Linked DNA regions of Canis lupus: region 2 is linked to region 1. Evidence: chromatin contacts called from public Hi-C data. All regions are on one chromosome and are shown on one strand. The core of a region is the stretch at or near the end of the contact, and the rest is flanking DNA. Distances in the headings are between cores, read along the strand shown.

The links. Hi-C and Micro-C count contacts between places; a contact is called where the count stands out from the background.
Region 2: a Hi-C map of blood shows a contact between it and region 1, with 5 times the contacts expected there. The contact joins the promoter of KLHL15 here to the promoter of ACOT9 in region 1. A contact is called at or near these places in 2 of 9 Hi-C or Micro-C datasets (amygdala and blood).

What each region holds. Positions count from the first base shown.
Region 1 is chrX:19,541,540-19,548,247 of UU_Cfam_GSD_1.0, reverse strand. It overlaps ACOT9 (acyl-coenzyme A thioesterase 9, mitochondrial), which reads left to right and starts at 4,027. Exons shown (of 19, transcript XM_038587077.1): 1 at 4,027-4,103. It overlaps SAT1 (diamine acetyltransferase 1), which reads right to left and starts at 3,483. Exons shown (of 6, transcript XM_038587084.1): 1 at 3,223-3,483; 2 at 2,955-3,006; 3 at 2,781-2,864; 4 at 1,275-1,376; 5 at 1,141-1,181; 6 at 466-995. The coding sequence starts at 3,288. The coding sequence ends at 825.
Region 2 is chrX:19,732,313-19,739,020 of UU_Cfam_GSD_1.0, reverse strand. It overlaps KLHL15 (kelch-like protein 15), which reads left to right and starts at 3,934. Exons shown (of 4, transcript XM_038587100.1): 1 at 3,934-3,968; 2 at 4,543-4,743.

The sequences.
Region 1 (6,708 bases), core at 2,778-5,277:
TTTTTATTTGCACATTTCCTGTTAAAAAGTTGGTTCATGCCTGCCTGATTAGCAAAGTGATCCACTTTCCCTTCAAATAGCATTTTGTATGGGATGAGGCTGTTGTGGGAAAGATGTGTGCCCCCTTCCATTCCCAGTGATTGAGAATTCCATCTCCGCCTTTCACTTGGTTAACAAATGGGCTTCACTTTCTAACCTGGTGCTCAGCTCTTGAAAATTCTGTCAGGTGAAGCATACAGTGTCACCAGTGTAGTCATTTTGCATGCTGCTTCCTAGAAAACCATGGAATTCAACTGGCTTCTTTCTAGACTTTGAGAACAAACAGCTCATGACCACTTTAAATTGGGTTAAAAATGGGCTGTAAACAATTTTAAGGTTATCAAGTTAATGTTTCTTGGCCATTTTTACTTTGCATTCAACAGCAAGAAAAATGTCTCGAGAAATAAAGATTAGTCAAAATGCGTATACCAATTAAATCAAAGGGCAGTTTATTAAAAAAGAATCAAAACAGAAACTCTAAGTACCAGTGTGTACATTGTACACATTTAAATGACTCACAAGAATGAAGTTTTTTTCATATACATTAAGATCATACCACCTTGTTTATCAAAAGATGTTCAAGGAGAAATCTGACTCCAAACTGCATACAAGATTGCCATCTTCAACAGACCGCATTTCAAACATGCAACAACGCCACTGGTAATAAAGCTTTGGAATGGGTGTTCATTCTATTATTTGACTACAAACAGGATAGAAAGCAAGATCAGTTGAGAACTTAATCTAAAATAGAATGGAAGCTGTCATCGTCTGCACCGGCACACGCCTTACTCCTCTGCTGCCATTTTTAGCAAGTACTCCTTGTCGATCTTGAAGAGTCTCCATCCCTCTTCGCTGGACAGGTCAGAAGCACCTCTTCTTTTGTAGAAGTTGATAGATGGTTCATTCCATTCTGCTACCAAGAAGTGCATGCTGCTGCAGCGACATTTCATCGCAACCTATTATAAGGGAGAGTAAAACAAACTCAGTGACATTTCACCTGCTTTCCAAGACCCAAATCTGTTCCAGTCATTAAAATAATTCAGTAACCCTTACAAATCTGGAAACCAAACCCCCTGCCCCTCCCCCCAAACCAAGACGTACCTGGCTTAGGTTCTTCAGAATTTCTGATCCTATGCCAAAGCCTAAAAGAAAGAGAAGTACCATTTAAAAAGTCATCTTCAGGATGTTAAGTCCTGGTTTCTCTTTAGGGCATCTCCTCCTAAACTCAGCCATACCTCTATAATCACTCATTACGAAGAAGTCCTCAAGATACAACAGTTTGCCAATCCATGGATCATAGGTAAAGTAGTACATGGCAAAACCCACAACACTGTGTCCTGTAATAAGAATATCACATGAGATGTGAACGAAAAGCAACCCATAAAAGTTGTAGCTGCAAAATCAGAAGCCTATCATAGGTTTTAGAAAATAAACATGCATGTATTATAGAAGTAAGTAGGCACTGAAACGGGACTGTCTCCTGATTTTTATGCTAGTGCAGTCCAGGCCACTTTTGGATGATCTCACTGTTCTCAGGACATGTATTTGCAAAAAGCACACATTAGAGCTAGCTGAAGCGAGGCTAAAATCATGGGACTGGCCACTCTGCGATCTGCTGGATCTCACACCCCAGGAAGTGAGACTTTCATTACTTGCCAGAGCAAAACTGCTGTAGTCTTAAACTAAACACACACATTATTCACATCCTATTGATATATTGGTATGTTGACTTGGGAATAAGTCGGGTTTACACGGCAGTTCAGAATAGTAAATATTTGTAGATTAGAAACTCTGCTTCCTTAAGGTCAGGACATCAGGCCATCAAAAGTGTAACGTTTAATTTCAGAACTTGCCTTCCAATTCAGATTTTCAATTTGCTCTCCCCAGTTTTAAGCCAGAAGAAGCAGAGGTACCCAGAAATAGCTCTTATGTAACATCCACATACCTCCAAAAAGTACCTCATCCCTTATGTTTTCCGTTCATTTCTTCTAGCTTGGGGAAGAGACTTAAGAAAAAAGTGAAGCACCCACCCAAACAACTTCCCCTTTTAGCTCTGTCTTCTGACCAGTCAACAGGGACCAGCAAAAAAAAAAAAAATAAAACAATCTGACTCCCTATAAAAATAGGGTGTCTATAATTTCAAATGGAGGCAAAGGTTTCAAATTAAACTTTCTAGCCATTTTATAGTCCTTTGCAAACACAGGAAGAGAGTACACTGGAGTTTCTGATCTACCGTGTTTTAAGTGTGTGATAATAGGACCTTACCTCATTTATCATGATCATCTACTTTATTGTGTAAAGGATCTTTTAGTTACCTCCCCGCCCATCCATGTACACGGAAGGGCCATGTACATGGCGAAGCTAGAGACTGTAACCTGAAGATTGGGACAAATTAAAGAAAAAAATGTGATTTAACACAATTACAAAAAAGGTTACGTTAGGGTCAAACAAGAACTGAATTACAATAAATGACATTATACCTAACCCTTCCAGGTCTCCACAGCATTCTGATACTTACTTAAACAGCTCTTTCAACCCGCCCTATTATTATGTGCAGGACATCTATTTTCTTTTTCCTCAGTAGTTTGAACACTGGCTATTATTTCTGGCCAATTTCTCAGTAACTTTGGCCTGCGTTGTCAGTGGTTCTACACAACAGACACTCTATGTTTTATACAACACTTGGTGTTTGGCTTCTGGAAGCGGGGGGGGGGGGGGGGGGGGGGGGGGGGCGGCGTTACCTTCCGGAGACTGGTGCTCCTTGGGCACTTCTGCAACCAGGCAGTGGTAGAAAGGGTGCTCTCCGAAACCATCCTCTAGTAGATCTGCAAGAAGGGGCATCGGGGACAGTGATGGCCTCGGTGAAGATGCCAAGTACCAGACACCCTTCCCCCGCCCTGGTACAGTCGCGTTACCTTTTTCAGTTAACATTACTTGCTCTTCCATGTATTCGTATTTAGCCAGTTCCTGGGGCGATGCACACGGGAGAAAGGGAGAGAGGGAGAAAACTAAGTGAGGCCCTGGCCCAGGCAGCTCAGAGGGAACGGGGTGGGCGGGGCGGCGATTCGTTCCCAGAATCGAGCGGCCCGGCTGAAGCTGGGGGGAGCGGGCGGACAAAGGGGAACCCGCCGGAGCGGCTCCCCACTTTCCCCCTCCCCAGGGGCGGCCCGGGCCTCCCGCTACCTTGATCAGCCGCAGGATGTCACTGCAGTCGGCGGCGGTGGCCGGGCGGATCACGAATTTAGCCATTTTCGTCTTTTGCTTTTCTTCCCTTTGCGGACCAGGCCCCTGTACTTGAACAGTAGTAGGAGGTGGTTCCTCATTCGTCTCCCCGGAGCGTCCTCTTCCCAGTCAGGCTGGCACCATGACCCGGCGGACCTCGGCGAGCAACGAGCACGTCGGCCAGACTGCGACCAGAACGGCGCGCTTTAGCGGCCGCCGGGTCCCGCTTTTTAGGGCCAAGTAGCCCCGCCTCCGGGCGTGAGGCGGAGGCAGCTCGTCCAATGAGGCCGCGACCGCCCCCCTCTTCCGGGCGCCTCCCCCTCTTCCGGGCTTCCGTGTGAACCCGGCGGGCGCAGGCGCGGGCGCGGGCGGGGGCGCGGGCGGGGGCGCGGGAGGGGCGAGGCGCGCCGCGGGCTTCTCTCGGGGCGCCCTCTCGCGGCGCCTCTCGACGCCTTCCCGGAAACCCGACTTTCTAGCTTGTGCGTCACCCGGTCACCTTTGCGAAAGGAAAAGAGTAGTTCCTCTTGTGAACCCGGGCCGGTGACCTTGCCGTTTCTCCCTTGGCCGGAGGGGAGTGGAACTCAGGAGAACCTGCCTTGGGCAACGTGAGGATGAGAGCAGCGGTTCTCTAAAGTGTGCTGTGGGGGACCCTGCAGATCCCAGGGTCCTTTCAGGGAGTCTGTGTCAAAACGAGTTTCATAATAATAGTGAGGCGTCACTGCCCCTTTTCATTCTTGTGGGAATTTTCCAGAGGCGACCTGATGTGTGTGTGTGAAGTCACTGCTCTGATGACTAACGTAATGCGTGCTTGTATATTCTTGTGTTTTCTACAGTTTCCTAAGGTAAACTATTTGGATTCCTCAATAATTTTTCTCTCATACTTGTAATTTTTAGAGTTAGCACAGCGTTCTTTCCTAATTTTCTTTCCTTCTTATTCTTTGTTAAATCTCTGACCTTCCTTGTGGAAACGCTCTCCTGCCTGACGGGCACTTTTCACAATTTCCTTCAGTACAGAAAAACTTTCTGCGTTGGTTGTCTAAATATGTCTTCAATTCATCTTGAAGGATTTCTTTCACTGTTTATAGAGTTTGGGGTTGGATGTTATTTTCTTTCAGTGTAGTGGTGATGTCAGGTTACCTTCTGGCTTCCATCGCTGTTGAAAGTTGATGTAATCCCTACTTGCTCCATTCTCTGTGCTGCTTTCCCCCCCTTTTCTTTAACTTTTCATTTTCAAATGATCACAGATTTACAGAATGTGTGATGACATTGCTCTGGTGACTAAAGGGATGTGTGCTTGTGTATTCTTATGTTTCATAGAATTTTCAAAGATACGCTTTTTGGATTCTTCAGTAATTTTTAAATGTCCTGAGAACAAAATGTTTCAGAACGGTTGAATTAGAGTATAGCTCTTTTTCAGTTGTTCCCACTGGAACAAGTGTTCTGGCCTCTTGCAGATACAGTTTTTGTTTTACAACCCACCTTCCCAGACAGAGGCCCTGGGGGCTTGCTTTGGCCACTCTGCCTGGATTCCAGGAGGAGCCAAAGCATAAAAGGGGCTCACAGGTTTCTCAGTGTGGAATGAGAGGTGGACTATCACCAGATGACCACAAACATTCAACAATTGTTTCTCTGCATTTGTTAGCAATATCCTGTATGTAAAAAAGAAAGCAAAAGTAGGCTCTTTGTTGCCCTTCCCACCCTCTGGAGATGTTATGCATGGTGAGTCATCTGGGAGTTTATGAAATGTCTTTCTCAAAGATCTTTAAAAATAGCATTGATTTGCATCTACCTAAGCCACGTTAGGTTGTGTCTTTCCTGACACCATGATACATGGATGACCATTCATACTCCCTTCTCTCTACTCTGTTTGGATCTAACTTGTGGGAGGAACTATGAGAGCATGTTACCTGTGTGATTACTGATAACGTAAATTAGACCCTCCATAACTAAGCACTAGTGATAGCTGCCTTGTTGAAGCAATAGCAAGGCTGTTTTCAGTTTGGGTTGCATAGTTTTTTCAGAATAATGATTGTTTTGTTAAAATTTATTTCACTTTTTTCTACGTATTCTATATTCCCAGTTTTAATTTCATGCTTTTATGAAAACAGAAATTGCGGGCAGCCCCGGTGGCGCAGCGGTTTAGCGCCGCCTGCAGCCCAGGGCGTGATCCTGGAGACCCTGGATGAGTCCCACGTCGGGCTCTCTGCATGGAGCCTGCTTCTACCTCTGCCTCTGTCTCTGCCTCTCATTCTCTCTGTGTCTCTATCAATAAATACATAAAAAATCTTAAAAAAAAAGAAAACAGAAATTGCTTCTTATGGCAAGAAGAGCCGTTTCTTCGTATGATTTTATTTTTTAAGTAATCTCTCCACCTAACCTGGAGCTTGAACTCACAATCCTGAGACCAAGAGTCACACGCTCTACCAACTGAGCGAGCCGGGTGCCGCAAGAAGAGCCTATCCTGGAAAGTGGATGGCTAAACAAAAACAACAACAACAACAAAAAAAAAACAAAAAAAAATCAACCCATTGTGACTGTATTTGTGTACATGTAGAGGCTTAGAACCATAAAAAATTTGAATTTTCTTATGGTGGTGAACCATGTTAGGCTTTTCCATCATCGGGGATACATACATTGGATAACCAACATCACTCTTGATACAGGAATTTATATTTAAAACTGCAGAAAAAGGGATTAAGTGGAAAACTTTGATTTGGTTAATGAATCAACAAGAACTTACTGAGTCTTGTGCTAGGTACTTGGGAGTGGATTAAGTCTGGAAACCAGCCCTCAGGGCATACAGTTTACTTTTAGAGATGTGTGTGTATGTAGTTTACTACAACAGAGTTTAAGCTTTGTGAGAAAGAGAATTCCTATAAAACTAAGGAGGTCTTGGTACAGGTGGAGTGGGAGGAAGGGAAACCACCAAGGCATGTTGTGGGTGTTTTATATTCATTGTCTCATTTGATCTTTACAACTGTCTTGTGAAATAGGTGATGTTAGCTCCATCTTTATGGCTGAGAAAATTGGAAGCTCTGAAGGGTTACAAAACTGTCAAAGCTAGGAAGTGACAGAGCTAGGAAAGGAGAAATTATGTTGATTTCCATGCCAAAGTGAAGCTGTCCAACCTGCCCTGTTAAACTATTATGGAAGGTGTCAGGGTTTTCTACTTATAAAGGTAATAGATATTTATTAAGAAAATTGGAGAATGGCAGAAATACAAAAAGTTCATAAAAATAATCCTGTTAGGTTGATTTCCTTCCAGTCTTTTTTTCTATGTACATATACATACAGGGCTGATACTCAGTAGGTGTATACAGTGTAGTAGATTTTAAATGGCCACAAATTCATTGCAGCTCCTCTCATCAAGAGGTAGAGTCTATTTCCCCATTCCTTGAATCTGGACTGGCTTTGTGACTTGCCTTGACCAATAGAATGCTGTAGAAG
Region 2 (6,708 bases), core at 2,685-5,184, 190 kb before region 1:
TCCTTTCGGATACTTAGGGATCTGGTACTCTCCTAGCAGGGCCCGGGGATGGGTTTAAAGGCTCATGAAACTGGAATAGAGACGGGACAAACCCTTTCCTATCCTTTTTTTAAAAGATTTTATTTATTTATTCATGAGAGACACAGAGAGAGAGAGAGGCAGAGACACAGGCAGAGGGAGAAGCAGGCTCCACACAGGGAGCCCGATGTGGGACTTGATCCCAGGACTCCAGGATCACGGCCTGGGCATGAAGGCAGGTTCTAAACCGCTGAGCCACCCAGGGATCCTCCCTTTCCTATCCTTAAGAAAGGGTTCCCACCTAATGGCTATAGATCTGACTTAGAGATGACCAGAGAAGACATCCCTGTCTAGGGATCTCTAGAAACCATGTCCTGTTTAAAGAGATTGAATTTTCCTTCTGATGGCTTTAGTTTTTTGTTTTGCTAGAGAACCAGAGGGAAAATCAAGTTTGTGAGTTGGGAAGTACACAGGGAGACCTGGAGAAATGTGGAGAGGTGGTGACAGACCAGAAGGCTAGAAATAATAGGAGAGAAGTTACAAGGAATAATTCCAGGCAGCCCGGGTGGCTCAGTGGTTTAGTGCTGCCTTCAGCCCAGGGCGTGATCCTGGAGTCCTGGGACTGAGTCCCACATCGGGCTCCCTGTGTGGAGCCTGCTTCTCCCTCTCTGCCTGTGTCTCTGCCCCACCCCCCCTCTGTGTCTCTCATGAATAAATAAAATCTTAAAAAAAAAAACAAGGAATAATTCCAAGGGACAGGTGACCAGCAACAACCAAGGTATGTAGGCATTAGCTAGGAATCCTCCAACATTCATGAAGACACGGATTTCCGATTAGTCATGCAACATAAAGGCTCAACTTATTGGGCTGTAAAAACAACAAATTTTAAAGGCTGGAAAATTTGTGGAGCCTCTCAGATTGCTTTTTTTTAAGTTTATTTTTTTAAAGTAGTCTCTACACACAATGTGGGGCTCAAACTCACAGTCCTGAGATCAAGAGTTGCTCACTCCTCCAACTGAGCCAGCCAGGCACCCCTCAGATTGCATTTTGAAGGTTCCCTGTGGTATATGGACCAAAAAATAATGTTTAGGACAACACCCACCATCCTTTTTTTTAAAGATTTTATTTATTTATTCATGAGAGACACACACAGAGAGAGAGAGAGGGAGGGCGCAGCAGAGACCCAGGCAGAAGGAGAAGCAGGCTCCATGCAGGGAGCCCGATGTGGGACTCGATCCCGGGACCCCAGGGTCACAACCTGGGCCGAAGGCGGCGCTAAACCGCTAAGCCACCCAAGCTGCCCAACAGCCACCATCCTGTTGGAATGTGTCAGTGTATAGGTCTTGGTGTGTACTGGCAGAAATTGGTACTGATTTGGGGGGGAGGCTATTGAACTTTGAGGGACTGAGATAGACTGTACCCCAACAAGATGCCTTAAAACCCCTGAAAAGCTATAGAGTGCCTGTCAAAACAGTTTTCAAGGGGAAAGAGAATGCATATGTAACCTTATTAGAGTTCACTGAAAATATAATTCTTTGATTCCCATAGATTAAGGTGGGAGCTGGATACATGCAGTGATTACCAAGATAATTACCTTACTGTAGAGTCTGGGTTTCTAAAAAGCCTCGACTTTTTTTGTTTGTTTGTTTGTTTCAAGATTTTATTTATTTATTCATGAGAGACACAAAGAGAGGCAAAGACATGGGCAGAGGGAAAAGCAGGCTCCCTGCAGGGAGCCCAAGGACTCATCCCAGGACCCCAGGACCCTGGGATCACGCCCTGAGGCCCTGAGCCAAAGGCAGATGCTCAACCGCTGAACTACCCAGGCGTCCCAAGCCTCGACTTCTTTTAAAAATAAATAAGTAAAGTGGGGCAGGGGAAGATTATACGGTATCCTAAATTCTCAGAACCTCCAGGTAGAAACTTCCTTCTGACTCTACCACCATTCTTAGACCCAAGCCTCTAGCATGCCTCAGGACATTTCAGACTGCAAGGTAGCAGATTTGAGGAGCATTCTCAAACACTTAAGTTAGAGGACTAGGAAAAGACAGCTTCCATTTGCCCCCGTGGGAATCCACCAGTGTGGAAGGATGCCCTCAAGGTATTTGGGAGCTCCCATTACTTTCCAGTAATTGGTGGGGAAAGTAATTGAATACAAGAATTACCTGGAGGAGTTAGTTTATCTAAATGACGTGGTTTTACTTTGGTCTCAGGGAAGCAGAATGCTCCTTACTGTAGTATAGACCCTTCGATAAAATACTTTAAAAAAATGAGAGTGAAAGAGGTGTCATTACATAGAACATTTTACCCCTAGGAATGGACTCTACATAGTAAATAGTTTGGTGAAAAGATGCAGCCCAGTTTGAGAGTATTTTTAAAAAGGACCTTTTGGACATAATGAAATATCACATATGAGGCTATGTAATGTTAATGTCATAATAAGGGTGTACTGGTCAGAATGGTTTATGGTTTGTGTCATTCACTGTAGGTATATATACCAGCTACACAGAGCACAGACACATTTTGGTTCCTCCTTGAATGAAGAACGTAAGTTTCTCTCTGGACAGGTCGCTGCTACCCTATGTAATGTATACCTCAAAATTAATGTTATTTGGCTCATATACAGAAATCAAAATTCGTTACTTTTAAATGCTCAAAAATAAGGTCTGAAAACTCAAATGTTCAAACTTGCACGTATGCCATTTTTTTTTCGTATGCCACTTTAAAGTATATTTTAGGGCTTATAGTTTTTTTAAAGCTTGTTTTTATAGTCTAAGTTAGAAAAGGTAAGCTTATTTCCCTGTTTCCGAAGGGTTCAGGTGATTCTCTATTTTTTCCCACGAACTAGCTACTTCAGCAAAACAGTACACCGTGTGCTATCTTGGCCTCTTGGGAAACATGGCATGTTCAAGTTTGCTAGAAAGAGATAATGATCGCTTTCAGCCACACACCTCACTGTAAATTCATCGGGATATTGGTCTAGAGAGAAAATGGCGGCGGGGGGTGGGGTGGGGGTGGGGGTAGGAGAAATTCCTCAGTTTAGGATTAGAAATGGGCAATGGATGGCTTAATTTAAGGTTAGTTGTAGAACCACTGGCCTCCAGCTGTGTATTTCTGTTATTTGCATTTTTCTCACAAAGAGATTTCACAACAAATTTACAGAGCAGTCCTATGGAGTAGTTTTAATATTCTTAAATCAAAAAAGGCGATATTTTAAAAGCATTCGCTAGAACGCTACAGCTGCCTTATTTAAAAAGAACCTCCCCAAATCACTGCTCTCTGAATGTGCGTTCTTGCCATCTTATTTTGACGCAAATAGAATAGCGCTTTTAGAGCCGACATTTCTGTGCGGTGCAGACATGCCGTTTTCCATGAATTTTCCCACCTCTGGGAAATGCATTTCCGAAACGTGTAATTGTTGTGCAATAAGCCGAGTGAACTATGACGCAATTATACCCTGCAAGTTGCCGTGCAAAAATGATGTCATTTGGCGCAGATGTAGTCAATTTTATAACAGGTAGCTATGGCAAGGCTTCCTCCCCGTCGTCGCAGATTCCCCCGCCCCCACCGTGGTGTTCGAGATGCAAAAAGACATTTCCCGGGCGTCCCACTCCACAACTTGTGGAGGGTGGGCGCGCCGCAGTAGCTCGAGCCCCCGGCTCGCGCAGACCGAGCGGGACCGCTGCGGCGGGACGAGCACCACCGAGCATTCCCAGCCCCGACGGCGACGCCACGAGGGAAAACGCGTTAGGTCGCGCCCGCAGTGCAGCGCCCGGCCGCCTCATTCCCTCGGTGGGGCCCGCCGGCGTGGCGGGCCTGAGCGTGGGGCCCCGCGGGCGTGGGACGGCCCTGCCCCCACCCCGCTCCCACACCCGCTCCCGCTCCCCCGGTCCCGGAAGTGACGCGCGCTGGCTGAAACATGGCGGCATTGGCGCTCGACCAGGGGGAAGGTAAACACCCTCCGGGCCGCGGCCCGCGCGCGGGCCCCCTCGAGGCGCCGATGGGGGCCGACGGCGCCTCCGAAGCCTGCTTTCCAACTCTCGCCTTCCCACCCTTCGACCTCCCTACCCGCGTGGCAGGCTTCCGTGTTGCGACGACGCCGCATGGGGCCCCCTGCCGGCGGGCCCCGCCTCCCTGGGCCGGCCCCGGGCGGCTCCTGCGGCCCGCAGGGGGCGCGCGGCCCGGAGCGGCCCCTGGCTCGTGGCCCCGCACGCTCCGCCCCTTGCCCGCCCCTTTCCCGCCTTCCTCCACCCCCGGCGTGGGTGATCCTGAGGCTCGGCGCGCTTCGGGGCAGAAGCCCGGAGACGCCGTCGTCGACACCGCTACCGCCGGCGCTTCTGCCGCTGCCCGCGGCCCCCCAGCCCTTTCCCCCGCCTGTGGCCCCGCGTCGGTCCTCCAGCCGAGCCCCGCCGGGCGCCGCGAGGCCCCTGGTGTTGGCAAGGCCGGGCCCGGCCCCGACGCCGCGCCGCCTCGCGCCGAGCCCGACTGTCTCGACTCGCGACTCAGCGCTGTCTTCTTTCCCAGGACTGGTTTCGAGGGGGCCGCTGGCGCGCAGACTCGCCCCCCGCCTGAGCGCCCCGGCCCGGCCCGGGAGCGGCCCCTTGTAAGAGGTTCGAGGAGCCTGCCGAGTGCCATCCCGGCGCCCGACCGCCCACCGCCCGGCCCGCCGGCCCGCTTCTTCCTGATGCAGACTGCCGTCCACTAGAGGCTGGACAGACCCCCGAGGTGCGTAGCCGCCCCTGGCCCGCCGGCCTGCGGGAGCCCGGGCTTCGTCCGCGGCCCCGTGCCCGGCACGGATTCGGTAGCCTTTTCTGCTCAGACCCGAGTCAAACATTTGGTAGACGCCGGGACCTAATTTGTCTTTGAGTTTACTTAAATTGTTTGAAATATAATTTTTTTTAAGGAGGGGAAAAAAAAAACGGAAGAAGCATAATTCAGCCATTTTTTGCAGCACACAGCTGCAGGTACCATGATTATTTTCTCCCTAACCCGTTCCTTCCCTTTAAAAATTCTGTTTATGCCTGAAATAGAACTATGCGAAATGCGAAGCATAAAACGTGGAATAAGAAGGTCTGGGTTCGACTGGGTGACGCTGAGAAAATCGCTTACCGAACCTCGGTTTCTTATCTATGAAATCTAGTCAGTAATAGCCACATCACAGGGTAGCGAGGACTATATGAGGTCATATATGTGAAAATAACCTATAGCTGTAAAGTGTTGTAAAAATGCAAAGCAATTTTTTAAGTAACCCTTGCCAGAGTGGTTAATGTTGTAGTGGCTAACTGTTGCTGCCTCTTCCCCCCCCCCCCCCCGTATTATAAGTATAAGCAATAAGTACGGAATAGCGAAGCAGTGCCGTGAATCGACTAGAAATATATAATAGTCACGTTGCTTGGCCTTCTTCCTACGAAATGCTAACTGCTTATTTAAATAACGGTATTCTTTAATTCAAATTTAACGTTACTCTACTGCTTTGCTTTTCATTTTTCTAGGCCGCTTATGCCCTTTTTCTTACTCGGAATATTTATTTAACACTTATGTTTTAGTCTTACATATTTTCCGAATTTACATTTATTTTTGTTGATTTCATTAAATTGTGTCTTAGAAAATGCTTTTAAGATATATACTCCAATTTTAATGCTGTTTTTTCGTGTCTAGGGAACAGGATGCCTGAATATCTACTAATTTGAGAATTGTTTTTGAAGAGCTTACAAATGCATTCAGATGTCTGTGATTCTTAAAAGATCTAGAAATGTAGAAATTTTGAACTTTTTGACAATGTAATAGTGTTTATATAATTTAATTCTCTTTTTAAATCGTCACAGCACTTAGTAGGTGTTTAGAACCAGTTTTTCAGTGGGAATGGGTGTTAATTTGCACTCTTGCTGATTTAACTTAGGAATAATGGAGTAAATATTTGTGGTTTGAGAAATTGGATTTATTATTTGTCAGAATTTATAATATATATGTGTAACAGTATGGAATTGTTCTTACTGGGTACATCAAAAATGTAGTATGGTTTGGCTTAAAAATGGTTCACAAAAAGTGAAAGAAGCATTTTTTAACTATATTATTATTATTATTTTTAGCTAGCAAATAGTTTTCTGATTTTTTTCTGAAATGTTTTATTTTATAATCCAATACCAGTTGTTTTTGTATAGGATGGCTTTGTGTTGTGTAAAAAGACAAAATAATTTAAGCGGGCAGGATTAAATTAGCAAATGGAAGAGCCTATTTTAATGTTCTAGCTTTTATACATTGGACTTATCGTTTGTCCTGAAGATAAAATTTTGGCAGATCACCACTTTATTAGGAATTTCAAGGTTTGACCTTCTCTCTGCCTTGATTTGGGTTCTCTGGGGCTAAAATCTTGGAACCAGGGCTGGGTTGGCTTTGTGGGTGTTCGGAAGAGCCCTGAAGTTGGTATAATAATCTGCATATAAAACTGGCATTGTTCAATATAAAGGTGAATGGTAAAATTCATGCTAATTTAAATGTTTAATTTTTCTTCACTTAGAACGCATTAAACAACAAAAAAAACACCATGACAAGTCAAGAGAAGCCTCAGAAGAAAGGAGAAGGCTTTTTATTTTAGTACTTTTAATGACATTTTTTTCCTTCTTTTGGATAAGGGGGCCCAAATTTTCATTTCGCTCGGGCCCTGAAAATTAGCTGGCCTGTTGTCAGCTT